3 separate regions of the Sus scrofa genome follow, and regions 2 and 3 are each linked to region 1. Evidence: chromatin contacts called from public Hi-C and HiChIP or PLAC-seq data. All regions are on one chromosome and are shown on one strand. Each heading gives the region's core, a stretch centred on a gene start, on an enhancer-like site or on the middle of the called end of the contact. The rest is flanking DNA. Distances are from core to core; before and after follow the strand shown. Region 1 holds the start of PIGV (GPI mannosyltransferase 2). Region 2 overlaps ARID1A (AT-rich interactive domain-containing protein 1A). Region 3 overlaps ARID1A (AT-rich interactive domain-containing protein 1A).

The links. A called contact is a pair of places that touch in the nucleus more often than the background predicts. HiChIP or PLAC-seq counts read pairs in DNA pulled down with a chosen protein or histone mark.
Region 2: a contact with region 1 is called in an H3K27ac HiChIP or PLAC-seq map of alveolar macrophages. The contact joins the enhancer-like site here to the promoter of PIGV in region 1. A contact is called at or near these places in 4 of 47 Hi-C or Micro-C datasets (blood, fibroblasts, heart right ventricle and 1 more) and 2 of 2 datasets of contacts at active chromatin or transcription factors (alveolar macrophages and skeletal muscle).
Region 3: a Hi-C map of fetal liver shows a contact between it and region 1, with 1.9 times the contacts expected there. The contact joins the enhancer-like site here to the promoter of PIGV in region 1. A contact is called at or near these places in 2 of 5 promoter capture datasets (fetal skeletal muscle and liver), 17 of 47 Hi-C or Micro-C datasets (alveolar macrophages, blood, embryonic fibroblasts and 8 more) and 2 of 2 datasets of contacts at active chromatin or transcription factors (alveolar macrophages and skeletal muscle).

Annotation. Positions count from the first base shown.
Region 1 is chr6:84,128,224-84,132,479 of Sscrofa11.1, reverse strand. PIGV (GPI mannosyltransferase 2) reads right to left here and starts at 2,569. Exons shown (of 4, transcript XM_003356221.4): 1 at 2,467-2,569.
Region 2 is chr6:84,089,179-84,093,215 of Sscrofa11.1, reverse strand. The region is part of intron 4 of ARID1A (AT-rich interactive domain-containing protein 1A); the gene reads right to left. Among named protein-coding and RNA genes, the nearest start is that of PIGV, 39 kb to the left of the region's middle. Within about 2 kb of position 2,190, at least 24 of the 83 cell types and tissues checked have an H3K27ac peak or open chromatin away from gene starts, as enhancers often do. A contact at or near this core is called in alveolar macrophages and liver, where this site is marked.
Region 3 is chr6:84,068,166-84,071,866 of Sscrofa11.1, reverse strand. The region is part of intron 1 of ARID1A (AT-rich interactive domain-containing protein 1A); the gene reads right to left. Among named protein-coding and RNA genes, the nearest start is that of ARID1A, 20 kb to the right of the region's middle. Within about 2 kb of position 2,281, at least 41 of the 83 cell types and tissues checked have an H3K27ac peak or open chromatin away from gene starts, as enhancers often do. A contact at or near this core is called in embryonic fibroblasts and fetal liver, where this site is marked.

The DNA.
Region 1 (4,256 bases), core at 1,320-3,819:
GAATGGCAGCAATGCATAAACAATCACAAAGCCATTCTGAGGAAAAGAATGCACTTGAAGGCTTTTTTTTTTTTTTTTAACAATTCCTTGAGCTCAAAGAGTTAGTAATGGTTCCTACAGAACCAGCTGCAAATAGAACAGAGGGCAAGAGCATCAGAGGCAGCTCATCAACTTGGGGTGAAGAATGAACCCTAAAGAAAAAAATACTTCAACTAAGAAATTAGGAGTTCCCGCTGTGGCACAGTGGGTTAAGAATCCGACTGTAGCCACTGGGGTTGCTGTGGCAGCTAGTTCAATCCCCTGCACTGCCCAGTGGGTTAAAGAATCTGGGAGTTCCTGTTGTGCTGCAGCAGAAACGAATCCAACTAGGAACCATGAGGTTGCAGGTTTGATCCCCAGCCTCACGCAGTGGGTTAAAGATCCAGCATTGCCATGAGCTGTGGTGTAGGTCACAGACGTGGCTCAGATCTGGCGTTGCTATGACTGTGGTGTAGGCCAGCAGCTGTAGCTTATTGGACCCCTAGCCTGGGAACCTCCATATGCCATGGGCGCGGGCCTAAAAAAGCCAAAAAAAAAAAAAAAAAAAAAAGAATCTGGCCCAGGAACTTCCATATGCCACATACGTGGCCTGGAAAACTTTTCTTTCCAACTGGCTAATACCTATCAAACTTTTAGGTATCACTTGTTTCTGGAATTCTTCTCTGACCCTCACTAGACTATGTGATATGCTCTCGTTACACTCTGCCTGGTCATCTTTATTGCTGTTGCTTATTTACGTTGTTTTATGAGGGCAGGGGCTTTTGTCCATTTTGCTCCTAACTATACCCTCAGGGCCTAGCATTACAAACAGGCATTCTGAGCCTGTGTTCTGACTGAGTGGAGCTGGCAAGAACTAGATACAGCTTCACCAGTTCATTGGCTCCGGATACAAAAATCACTGCTCCGAGTATTCCTCCCACCATATCTCACGTTGAGAGCAAAACGACAGAAGTCACAAAAGCCACAGGAAAATAATACAATATCTCCAGAAAAACCTGCCATGAGCAACAGTTCTCTTTCCTCAGCACAAGGGGGCGCCTGTTGCTTACTCCATCACCAGGAGGCCAGGAGGAAGGGAGGGGCTCCCAACGCCAAACGGGTTTGCTCATCAAAATTCAGTTCAAAAGCAAGCTTCTGAAATCCCCAGAGAGCAGCGGTAGTTTGTGAATCTACCCAACAGTTCCAATATCTGACTCGCTGAATCGAAAGGATTCGCGGGAACAGGCACAGCCAGCCTCACACGTCCGCTGGTTGCCTATCCTAGCGTTTATTCACTTTTTCCCTTCTTTCACTTCCCACCCACATGCAGAGGAGTTGGGAACAGAAGAGCACGTAACCCACCTCTGCCTCTTCACCAGGCTTCCATTCTTCCTTTCCTCTCTCTAGAGTCAAGCTCTAGACCCAGCGACAACAGAAGACGTGCAGCCTACCCTTAACTTACAGGTAAACCGAGTGAAAATAAAACCAGTGAGCTCCCTCTCTGCTCATTGAGGGCCTCACTTCCCAACAACCCCTCTAACGAAATCACAGATTCTGAACTGGCAGGGCACTTAGAGAGCAACCAGTTTTACCCTGTTTTCCTGTGAGATAAATATGCCCAGGGTAATAAAATCTCCAGAGTTTTTCCACCAGAGATCTCATTACACCCCATGAGGCCTGTGTAATTACAATCGCCATTTTATGGATGTGGAAACTGAGGCTCGCTGGGGTCAGGTGGCACAGCCAAAGCAATATTTAAAGAGAATGTCTTTTCTTTTCCTTTTTTTCCCTTCTGAAACCTCATAGTCTACCAGCCCTCACTCCTGCCAAAAGGGTTGCAGTCTTCCAGAAACTGGATTACAAGCCGGGTCTCCAAGCCCAGTACTTGTCTGACAGCGCAAGCTCTTGCTGTTTGTACTCAAGGCAGGGAGGGCCCAATCTGGGCCGATAGGAAAACCTGTGGAATTGGAGCCCTAGTTTCTCTGGATAAGATTAACATCCTCTGTGGGGTAGGGAGGTCGCTCTGACCCAAGGTCCTCAGGACCAGAGGTTTTGCTAGCTGCCGCGAGGCAGAGGCCATCTTTCCCAAGCCCAGCCGGGTCCGAAGCCCGTTCTCGCGTTCTCCTTTTCGGACGTAGTCCCAACCAGGGACTGGGCATCTCCTCTCCACAAAGGGGACACGGCTCAGCGGTTAACTCCCGAGGGAACCGGTGGGGCCCGGTCCGGCCTAGGGCCGGAAGGCAGGGGCGGGCTGCAGGCTGTAAAGGAAGAGGCGGCACTGGGAGGCCGCTATGGCGGAGGGGCGGGGCTCCTCGCTTCTCGCGGCCTCCGCCTCATTTCCCTCGGCCTCCGTTTGACAACTTCCCTCCCCCTGGAACTCCTAGGCTCCCAAGCTGGCGCCGGGTCCCCGGCACCCGCTGCTCTCAACCTCCCAGGCGGGGCCCGAACCTTAGCTCGTCCATCCGGGGCCCCGAGCGGTCGCGCCTGCGCACTGGCTCCGCCGATGGCGGCCCCGCCCCGCTCCTGCCGGGATTCTGAGCTGCCCCGCCCCCCTCCGCGGCGGCCATGTTGACTCCGGGCGAGTGGGGCGGGGACGAAGGATCTCGCGGTTCCGCGCCAACCCCACCCCCACCCCACCCCCGCATTGGCACCTTCCTGCCTTGGTGACACCTGAGGAATTCCAACTCCTCAAGCCCCTTCCCCCGCCTTCATTTAGCCCGTCGGGGCTGCTGGCTTAGAGTCGATGCTCTTGGCCCAGTTCCGCCCCGCAAACACCAACTGAGTTGCCCTGTGGGCCGAGGCTCTCGGAGTTGGGGGCTGCCCTGCGGCCTCTTCGCAGAAGCCCGAGCCGCACTTTCCCTGCTGTTCGGCAACAACAGGTCAGCACAGGGCCTGGAGCAATAGCTGTTCTTCTTTGAATAGAAAAAGAAGCCTTTTGGGGTTTCTGTGGCCAGCAGCGGCACCGTGCGTCCTGGTTGTGAAGAAAGTGGGGGTTCCCCCTGGCTTTCCCCTCCTCCAGCTACTAAAGACCTGTCCTGCTTCGGTCCTCAGCCCCAGCTCAGGTGACTAATGAGGATGGTGAAGGAAACTTTAGAGGACCCCCCCACACCGCCCCGGGACTCCTTCAAGCAGTTTCTCTCGTAGGAAGCGGGGCCAAAAAAGAAAAAAAAAAAAGAAGAAGCAGCTAACTCAACAAAACTGTCTGTTAGGGAGGAGCGGCCAGTTGGTGCCCCTGTAACGGAAACTGTTAGAACAACTTTGCACCCTCCTTAAAGGAAATAGATAATAAATCCTTCTCCGTTGGTGGATTTCTCATTTCTCAGGATTCCAAAGCCCTCTGTGGTTTCAGTTATCTGCCCTCCAAACGAAGCTAGGGTCTGTGTTAGCTTCTGGCCACAGCCCTGGCTGAGGGAGGGGTTTATCTTCCGCAGCAGCTAATAGGGTGGGAACAAAAGAACTGTTTGCTATCTCTCCAAGCAATGACAACTAGCCCACAGCAGTTCTGGGGGGCCAGAGACTGGATCTTTTGATTCTTTATTGCTCATTTTAGGTCCTGAGACCTAAACTTCCTCAGGTTTTGTTGCGTTTAAGGTGGATAAATCACATTTTCATCCTGGTGTGTTGGAGGAGAAGGGGTAAAATGGAGTTTAAAAGACTCTTCTCCCAGGTTTTATGGTGACATACCTTGTTCTCAAAAGCTCCAGAGGCATGTGAGTGAATCAGCAAAGCTGTGGGGCACACTGCTGACTGGGGCCTAAGGTTGTGGCTTGAATCTCTAGAAGTCTATGAGGCTCCAAGCAGCACTCTGTTTGCAGAAACAAAATTGAGAAATGAACTATCCTTCCTTTGTGAGAAAGACATGCATTCTTAAGGTTCCCTCTGTCCACATCAAGTTTCCTCAAAAATCTATTTGTAAAAAGGACAGGGGCCTCTTCTGACAAGTCAGAATGTTTTCTAAAGCTCAGCTGTCATCCTTCAGATCTTCAGCTCTACTTTCTTGCAATTTCTCCTTCCTTTCCTTCTCAACTACCCACCCCCTCCTCTTCCGCTCTGTTTCCTGTTTCATTTTCTGGCTCCTGCTCCGACTGGAAAACAAGGAAGCTGAATCTCTGCTCTGAAAGCTCTGGCTTATCAGAATGGAAGAAGACTAGGTGGGATGGGAGGGGGGTTCTGGGCCTCCAAGGCTGTGAGTAAGTAGTGGAGGAGGCAGCTCACTCCAGTCTGCGTTTAGAGTCTGC
Region 2 (4,037 bases), core at 941-3,440, 39 kb after region 1:
TACAGAAGTTAAAAAGCTTAAGCTTAACCTACATTTCCCAGAATCCCTTGCAGATGGGTTTTGGATACAATTTGGGCTCTGCTAATTAGAATCACACTCAATATTAGATCAAAGTATGGCAGAGACCATACTTCTGTCTCTGACTTGTTTCTGCAGGAACATTTTGGTTTTTTCCTTCAGTTAACTGGGTGCTGGCTGCGGTAGCAGCAGCTGTGGCTTCTTGAATCCAGTTTACCAATCCCTGGAGAGCAGATTTAGAGTGGCTTAAAAGTTGGAGTGTCTCTGGTGGGTCAAATCTAGGTCTAGATCCCAATACCTGGAGGACAAGTCTAGAGCATGTTCCTTCAATCCTCCTAATTTCCAATGTTAAATCCTTCTCTATTAAATTTTTTTTATTTTATTTATTTTTTGTCTTTTGTCTTTGTTGTTGTTGTTGCTATTTCTTGGGCCGCTCCCGCGGCATATGGAGGTTCCCAGGCTAGGGGTCCAATCGGAGCTGTAGCCACCGGCCTATGCCAGAGCCACAGCAACGCGGGATCCGAGCTGCGTCTGCAACCTACACCACAGCTCACGGCAACGCCGGATCGTTAACCCACTGAGAAAGGGCAGGGACCGAACCCGCAACCTCATGGTTCCTAGTCGGATTCGTTAACCACTGCGCCACGACGGGAACTCCTCTCTATTAAATTCACCTAGAGTTTAGTATGACCTAGGTTCAGCTTAGAACCACTCTATCTGAAACAGTATAATCAGAAGATCCCAAAAGAGCAGAGAAAGAAAAGAATCATTCACAAAGTTTATTCCCTAAGTCAAAGTCTTCTGGGGAAAATGGATAAGATGGGAAAGCCTAGAACTTTCACATACATGTGTTCAGGACAATCTTCTTGCATGTTTTCCTTCCCACTCTTAAGCTCAGGGGGGCCAGGGATGGGGGTTTTGAACTGCTCACACAGATGGAAGGCTGCATCAGCACATGCTTTTCCTTTCCATCTATATATTCTCTGCAAACTTTTGCCCTGCTGAAGATAACAGCATTACCTGCCCAATCCCAAATAAATATTCTCTGGGCTTGGGCTAGAAAGGGTACCAACTGCTTTCCTCAGCAGCAGAAAAGTAAGCTTATATGCTCCAGGTGGGAAAGAACCAAGGCACCATAGTCCTGACAGGCCTGCATAGCTAATGAGTAAAGACAAGTTTTGCCCCAAAAAGATCCCAGCTTATCTTCTTATACCAATTTCTGGCTGAAGTAACGAATCACCCACTTCCTGTAGCAGGACTGAGGACAAACTGAAAAACAAGCTTAGATCCAAGTGGCATGCTTTGGGGCGGGGTACTTCCCACCAGTCCTCAGTAGGCTAACAGAGCCCAGGACCCATCACCCTAGAGGTTAGTTTTCAGACTGAAGTTGTTCTGAAAAAAGCAAAAGGTTCCAGCAGGAGGAATCTGTGTGAGACACACAGGCAGGAAGCAGAGCTGAGCCACGAGCAACTAGAATAGAAACAGGAAACAGGCCCAGGAACAAGCATACAGTAATCTGCTGTAAGCAGCACAGGCTCCAGCAGGCACCAGGCAGTATCAGGACTGAAGCAGTGTGACTAAGATGGAGAAGCAGATTGGCTAGCCCTGCCAGAGAACTGGCGATTTAGAGAAGGGATGGCTACTTGCACAGGGTACAAGCTGCTCTGGGCAGATATGACAGAGGGGGTGGGGATTTCCTTTTCGAGACTTTGTGAGAGCACCTGGGTTACAATTCAGGGGGAGCAAGCACAGATACACAGATAAAAGAAAACAGGTCACCAATCTCAGAATGGCCCAGCTTCTCTGGATACCAGAATGCTAGCGGCATTTCTGCTCGCCTTTTAAAAATAAGTCATCAAAAACCTAGGTAAAAAACGTTGGCCCCGCCTCCTTTTACCATGAAATGTGACAAAAGGTAACACAAACAGTGTAAAATTAAAATCTTTTAAATGCACCAGTTTTTTAAGCCTTTAAAGAATTTGTCACCCTGTGCCCCCCAATGATCCTAGATGATAGAAAGCTGGCTCCTAGGCTCAGGTAGGCAGCAAGAACCTAGGCGATACAAAACAAAGGTTTGCTAAGTATCTGCCTGACATAGGCATCAGACACAGGCCAGCGTGCTCAAGCAGAGGTACAAGCATAATGCTAGGCTAACATGAAGAAAATGGGGAAGAAGGCCCAGAGGAGGTATTTCACAGCTAGGTTTTGAAAGAAGAAGTTTGCTGGGCATTTAAAAAGGCGGGGGAGCAGACATGACACACACATTTTAAGCAAAATGACAAGGGCAGAAAGACCCAGGAGTTTTGAGGAGCTTAAGGTACCTGAGCAGATAAAGATGAAGTTGCAGAGGTATGCTGGGAGCTGTGCGTGGCTCCACAATTGGGTCTGGACTTTAGCATGGGGAGTCAGGGCCCCCAGAGCACCCACAAACCAAGTGGTTTATTAGACACAGTTGGTAAAATGTATTCCAAAGTCTCTGGCATGATAGTTCATTTGAAAAATTTTACCTTTCAGATCTCAGGGTCTAACCCCTTCTTGCTTCTAAACCGTAAGACACACGATTCGTGTGGAGATCTTGTTAACAGTACTGGATTCAGGAGTTCCTGTCATGGCTCAGTGGTTAACAAATCCGACTAGGAACTATGAGGTTGTGGGTTTGATCCCTGGCCTTGCTCAGTGGTTAAGGATCTGGCATTGCCGTGAGCTGTGGTGTAGGTTGCAGACGTGGCTCGGATCCTATGTTGCTGTGGCTCTGGCATAGGCCAGCGGCTACAGCTCCGATTAGACTCCTAGCTTGAGAATCTCCATATGCCGTGGGAGTGGCCCTAGAAAAGGCAAAAAGACCAAAAAGAAAAAGAAAAAAAAGGAAAAACACAGTACTGGATTCAATAAAGCTGATGTGGAGCCCAAGAATCTACATTTCTAGCAAGCTCCCAGGTGATATTTGTTGTTGCTAGATGATGGACCACAATTTTTTGGTATCAAGGATCTAACTGGTTAAAGTTTTAGTATTAATCAGGACACTGTTTATAAAAAAAGGGGGGGGCGCACAGAACAAGGCTTGCTCCCATCCAACACAAGGGAAGCAAAGAACCACTCTCATCAACTTTTTTTTAGGGCCACACTGGAGGCATATGGAAGCTTCCAGGCTAGGGGTCCAATCGGAGCTACAGCTTCCAGCCTACAACCACAGCCATAGCAATGCTAGACCCACGCTGTGTCAGGGGCCTATGCTGCAGCTGGCAACAACAACCAGATCCTCAACCCACTGAGCAAGGCCGGGGATCAAACCCGCATCTATCTTCATGGATTCGTTACTGCTGAGCCACAGTGGGAACTTCCTCATCAACTTTTCACTGTTGCAGGTGATTCCCTAATTGGTTAGTTCCTTCAGAAGGCGTGACCTATAGATTTGGCCATCTTTCTTCCCCCACTCTTGCCTGTCCCTCAGTTCATAACTCATCTTATATTTCCATCACAGAGAAGTCTGGGGAGACGAAAGTGAAATGGAAATCCATCTATATACTCTTTCTTTTAGGACAAGTCCAGTCAATGTTAAAATAAAGCGTTGAAGCTTCTGGCTAAACATTAAGAGAGAATCACATTTTCCATGTCTTTCCTCTGCTGAGCGGAAGGCTAAAGCAAATATTTCATCTGAGACATCAGAGAAAACTGGATTCAAATCCTAGTTCTGACTCTTGATTTCTTATGTAAAATAGGAGTGATTATTCAACTCAGTACATATCAATTCCTGCCCTTCAAGGAGGACTGGTTTTGGCTGTAGATCCTTTCCTGACCTCACTCTTGCCCTCTAAGATTCAGATTCTATAAGAGTTCCCTCCCATTTCCTCTTTCCAGATCACTGTAACCCAAGCTCTCAAGAGTTTGAGAACATCACAGCAGTAAAGCATAAATGCTAATAGCTACTATGGTGTTAAGTGAAATCCAAAGAAGGGCTTGGAAACCCAAGTGATAAAAGAATATCTTTAGATAATTTGACATTGAAGATCCTATTCCTG
Region 3 (3,701 bases), core at 1,032-3,531, 60 kb after region 1:
ATACTCCCCATAGAGAACTGCTCAATTACAACGCCACTAGTTAATAAAGGGTTCAAGGATTCTTTCATTAACTTTTTTGTTTGTTTGTTTAACACAGGCCATTAACTTTAGAAATTCCTTGCAGACTAAATATAAATGATAAGGAAATTCTTATTCTAAAAATGAAATCAGGACACTTCTCTTTCCTGGACATCAGATTTCTGACTCCTTCCTTTCACCAAAGGGTTATAATCAACAGAATATACAGCTTAGCGAATCAAAATATATTCTCAGTTCAAATTACTCTGGTCTCATGTCAAAGTTGAACATCTGCTCATTATCAGAAAGGGAGGTGGGCAGGGACCTTAACTCACACTTCTGACACTGAAAACCACTGTGAAAGATTTGTCATTTGCAGTTATAGATGCATTATAGATACAATGCCATCTTCCAATCTTTCACAACAAAAAAAGGGACCTTATATCTTCACTAATCTGTTTTAATGGAAAGTAGCAATTTCAGACCAGAAAAATTCCTGCGACATGCAAGATAGAAAAGCCAGCATCAGCAGTCTGCAAGCACCAAGAAAGGGGCAGGGAATGGGACACACCAAAACACCAAAGAGCCAGAGATTCCACTCTGGAAAAGATGGAGAGGAAATCCTTTCAATGGGAAACCACAGGAATAGATTACTGTGATTACACTTCAAAAGCAAAGGCTCTGCCACGAAGACACATAATTGAGAGGAAAATGCTGCCTCCCTGATCAGGAAAGTCGGACCCCCTGCTACACACTCTCCTGCGTTCATAAAAAATAAAATTAAAAAAGGAGAAAAAAGCCATAAGAAAACTCCCATTTCTACTCACCACTTACCCCTTTCCAGATCACCAGACGTGTTACAAAACTGCCTGCCAAATGAAATGCATCAAAAGATGCAGTCTATGGAGTTCCCGTCGTGGCGCAGTGGTTAACAAATCCGACTAGGAACCACGAGGATGTGGGTTCGATCCCTGGCCTTGCTCAGTGGGTTAAGGATCCGGCATTGCTGTGAGCTGTGGTGTAGGTTGCAGATGCAGCTCAGATCCCACGTTGCTGTTGCTCTGGCGTAGGCTGGTGGCTACAGCTCTGATTCGACCCCTAGCCTGGGAACCTCCATATGCCGCGAGAGCAGCCCAAGAGCGGCCCAAGAAAATGGCAAAAAGACCAAAAAAAAAAAAAAAAAAGGCAGTCTAAGGGCATCAAAGCAAGGATGCCTAGTAGGCTGGTTCCTCCGAATATATTCAGAACAAACAGCTTACAGACTAACTACGTGCACAGAGTTCCCCTGCTTTAAGCAAATGGCATCAAAAGCCCCTCCAGACAAGAGGGTTAATGGAATCCCTCACAACCTCCTACTGCACCAAAAGCCATAAAGACCATAAAGGCTGCTGAGATACAACACCCTAAACTTGAAATCCTCCAACTTCTGATCACAACTGATTGAGAAGAGAGCAGAGAAGACAGGGCCAGGGACTTCAACTTGCAAGTGAAAGATTCTGTTCACCAAAATGCACCACACCACATAACAGTGGCACCAGGAAAGAGAAAGTTAATCTTCTTTAAAGTCTGAATGGGGAAAGCTCAAGGCTTCAGTCCCAATCCAAAGATGCATAAAGGAAGTAACCAGGATGCAAACCTGAGGAGCCAGATTTAGCACCCAAGAACCAGCAAGTACACAACTAGAGGGATGGGCGGACTGCCAAAAAAAGTGTCCATCAGAAAGCAGAAGTCCCGACTATCACTTGTCCTATATCACCCTAAATGCCAACTAGCTAAGGCCATTAGAAACCTAGAGCCATAATCTTGGATTTTGGACAATAAAATATTATTTCTTACTCCTTGTGCTTCCAATTTATTCCTGGCCAGATTTGTTGTATGACTTTTAATAATAACAATAAAAAAAGCATCCTTGGCTCTTTAACCGAAAGAACCCCCTAATTGATTCCCACAGTAATTAACCTGCATTTTACCTCAGAGAGCGGTAGTTAAGGAAGTCGGCACTGCTATTTATAACTCATCTCAAATTGAGGGCAGACTGCCTAAAATCTAACACATCCCAGCTGTACTCCTGTTTGAACTGGGGCCAAGGGAATTTTTTAAAGCAATCTTGGCACCGAATGAATGACACCAACAGTATGAGAGCGCGAGTGGTTGTGTTGTGGTGACGTAGCACTGGAGGTGGAATGGGAGGGGGCCAGTGTACTGTGATCCCTCTCGTGCACGCCTGCTGCTTGCTGAGTCCCAGTACAGTAAGCTGGGAACCGCCCACTGAGAGCCAAACACAGGAAAAGGCTTTTCCTGTGGAACGCCTTGAAGTGAGAAACACATGGCTAATCTGCATAAACTCGAAGCCACACCGCCCCTGCCAGGAAGGTTAGTGCTCGTAATCTCTGGCCATGAAGCTGGCTGCCTGGGAGGACTTGGACTGGCGCCTGATAACCCAGAAAGAGCCGAGAGAACAGATGGGTAAGGACCCCGGCAGAAAACAGCCCCAGGTCACGTGACTCGCCGCCACATGGCCCCGCCAGCACAAACTATTGTCTGGCTGTGGAGCTCCCATACAAAGGCACCCGGCTAGGCTTCCTGTGATTACAGGGACAGGCGGCAGCTGTTGATCCAGTTCCCGTTTGGGACCCTCCCCTATTAAGGAGCATTTCCAGCAGGGACAAATATAAAAGTTAAGGCCTCTTGCAACCAACCCACTATCAGCTTCCTGCAAGCTCCACGTGGCCCCACTCAGCTCTGAGGAAGGCCGAGGAGTAGACCTCCTTAAAGAGAACAGCCCGTTGCACCCTGGTACACGAGTTGACCAGCATAAGCCATTCTCACTGTGCCCCCCTCCCTAGCCACTCTGACATCTGTATCCTCATCCTGTCTTTTCTTACTCCTCCAGTACTTCATGGCTTTGAAGACTGGTCAAGGAGCTCTACCCCAAATGAGGTTCTCCCAGACACCTGCTTGTTTAGTTCTATTCCCAGACCCTGCCTCCTAAAATAAGAAGATTCCTTTCTTTTTTTCCCTTCATTTAAACAGTTGTTTCCCCATTGTTTGTTACCCAGGACAATAAGAGATTCTTAGCCTCCTGCTTGGCCTCACCAGATATCTCTAATGATTTCCTGAAGCTTAAGGGATGATAGGAAAGTAAAAATCTCTCATCGGATATACCAACACCTGATCCAGGAAATCAGACCCACTTAGCCTATGTTTCTTATCATTCACAACCTGAGAATCACATTCCATTTCTCTACTTTACAAGAGACAGAAAACAATTCTTCCATTTCAGTTCTAGTTCATTTAAGTTCTAAACAAACTGATCATATGCCAACAGTGAGAGAGGAATTACTAACAACTAGTTCGTAACTACCACTCTGAAGAGACAGGGTTTTTTTTGTTTTTTAATTTTTTATCAGTTCCATTTGTGGAGTTCCCACTGTGGCACAGTGGGTTAAGAATCTAACTGCATTGGCTCAGGCCACTGCAGAGGCATGGGTTCGATCCCCAGCCAGGTGCTGCGGGTTAAAGGATTAGGTGTTGCCAGATCTGTGGCTCAGATTCAGTCCCTCGCCCAAGACCTTCCACATGCTGTAGGTGCAGCCATTAAAAAAAAAACAGTTCCATTAGTGTCCAAGTTGAATACAAATAATAATCAATGAAACGTTCTACTTACTTCACTCTGTTGATAG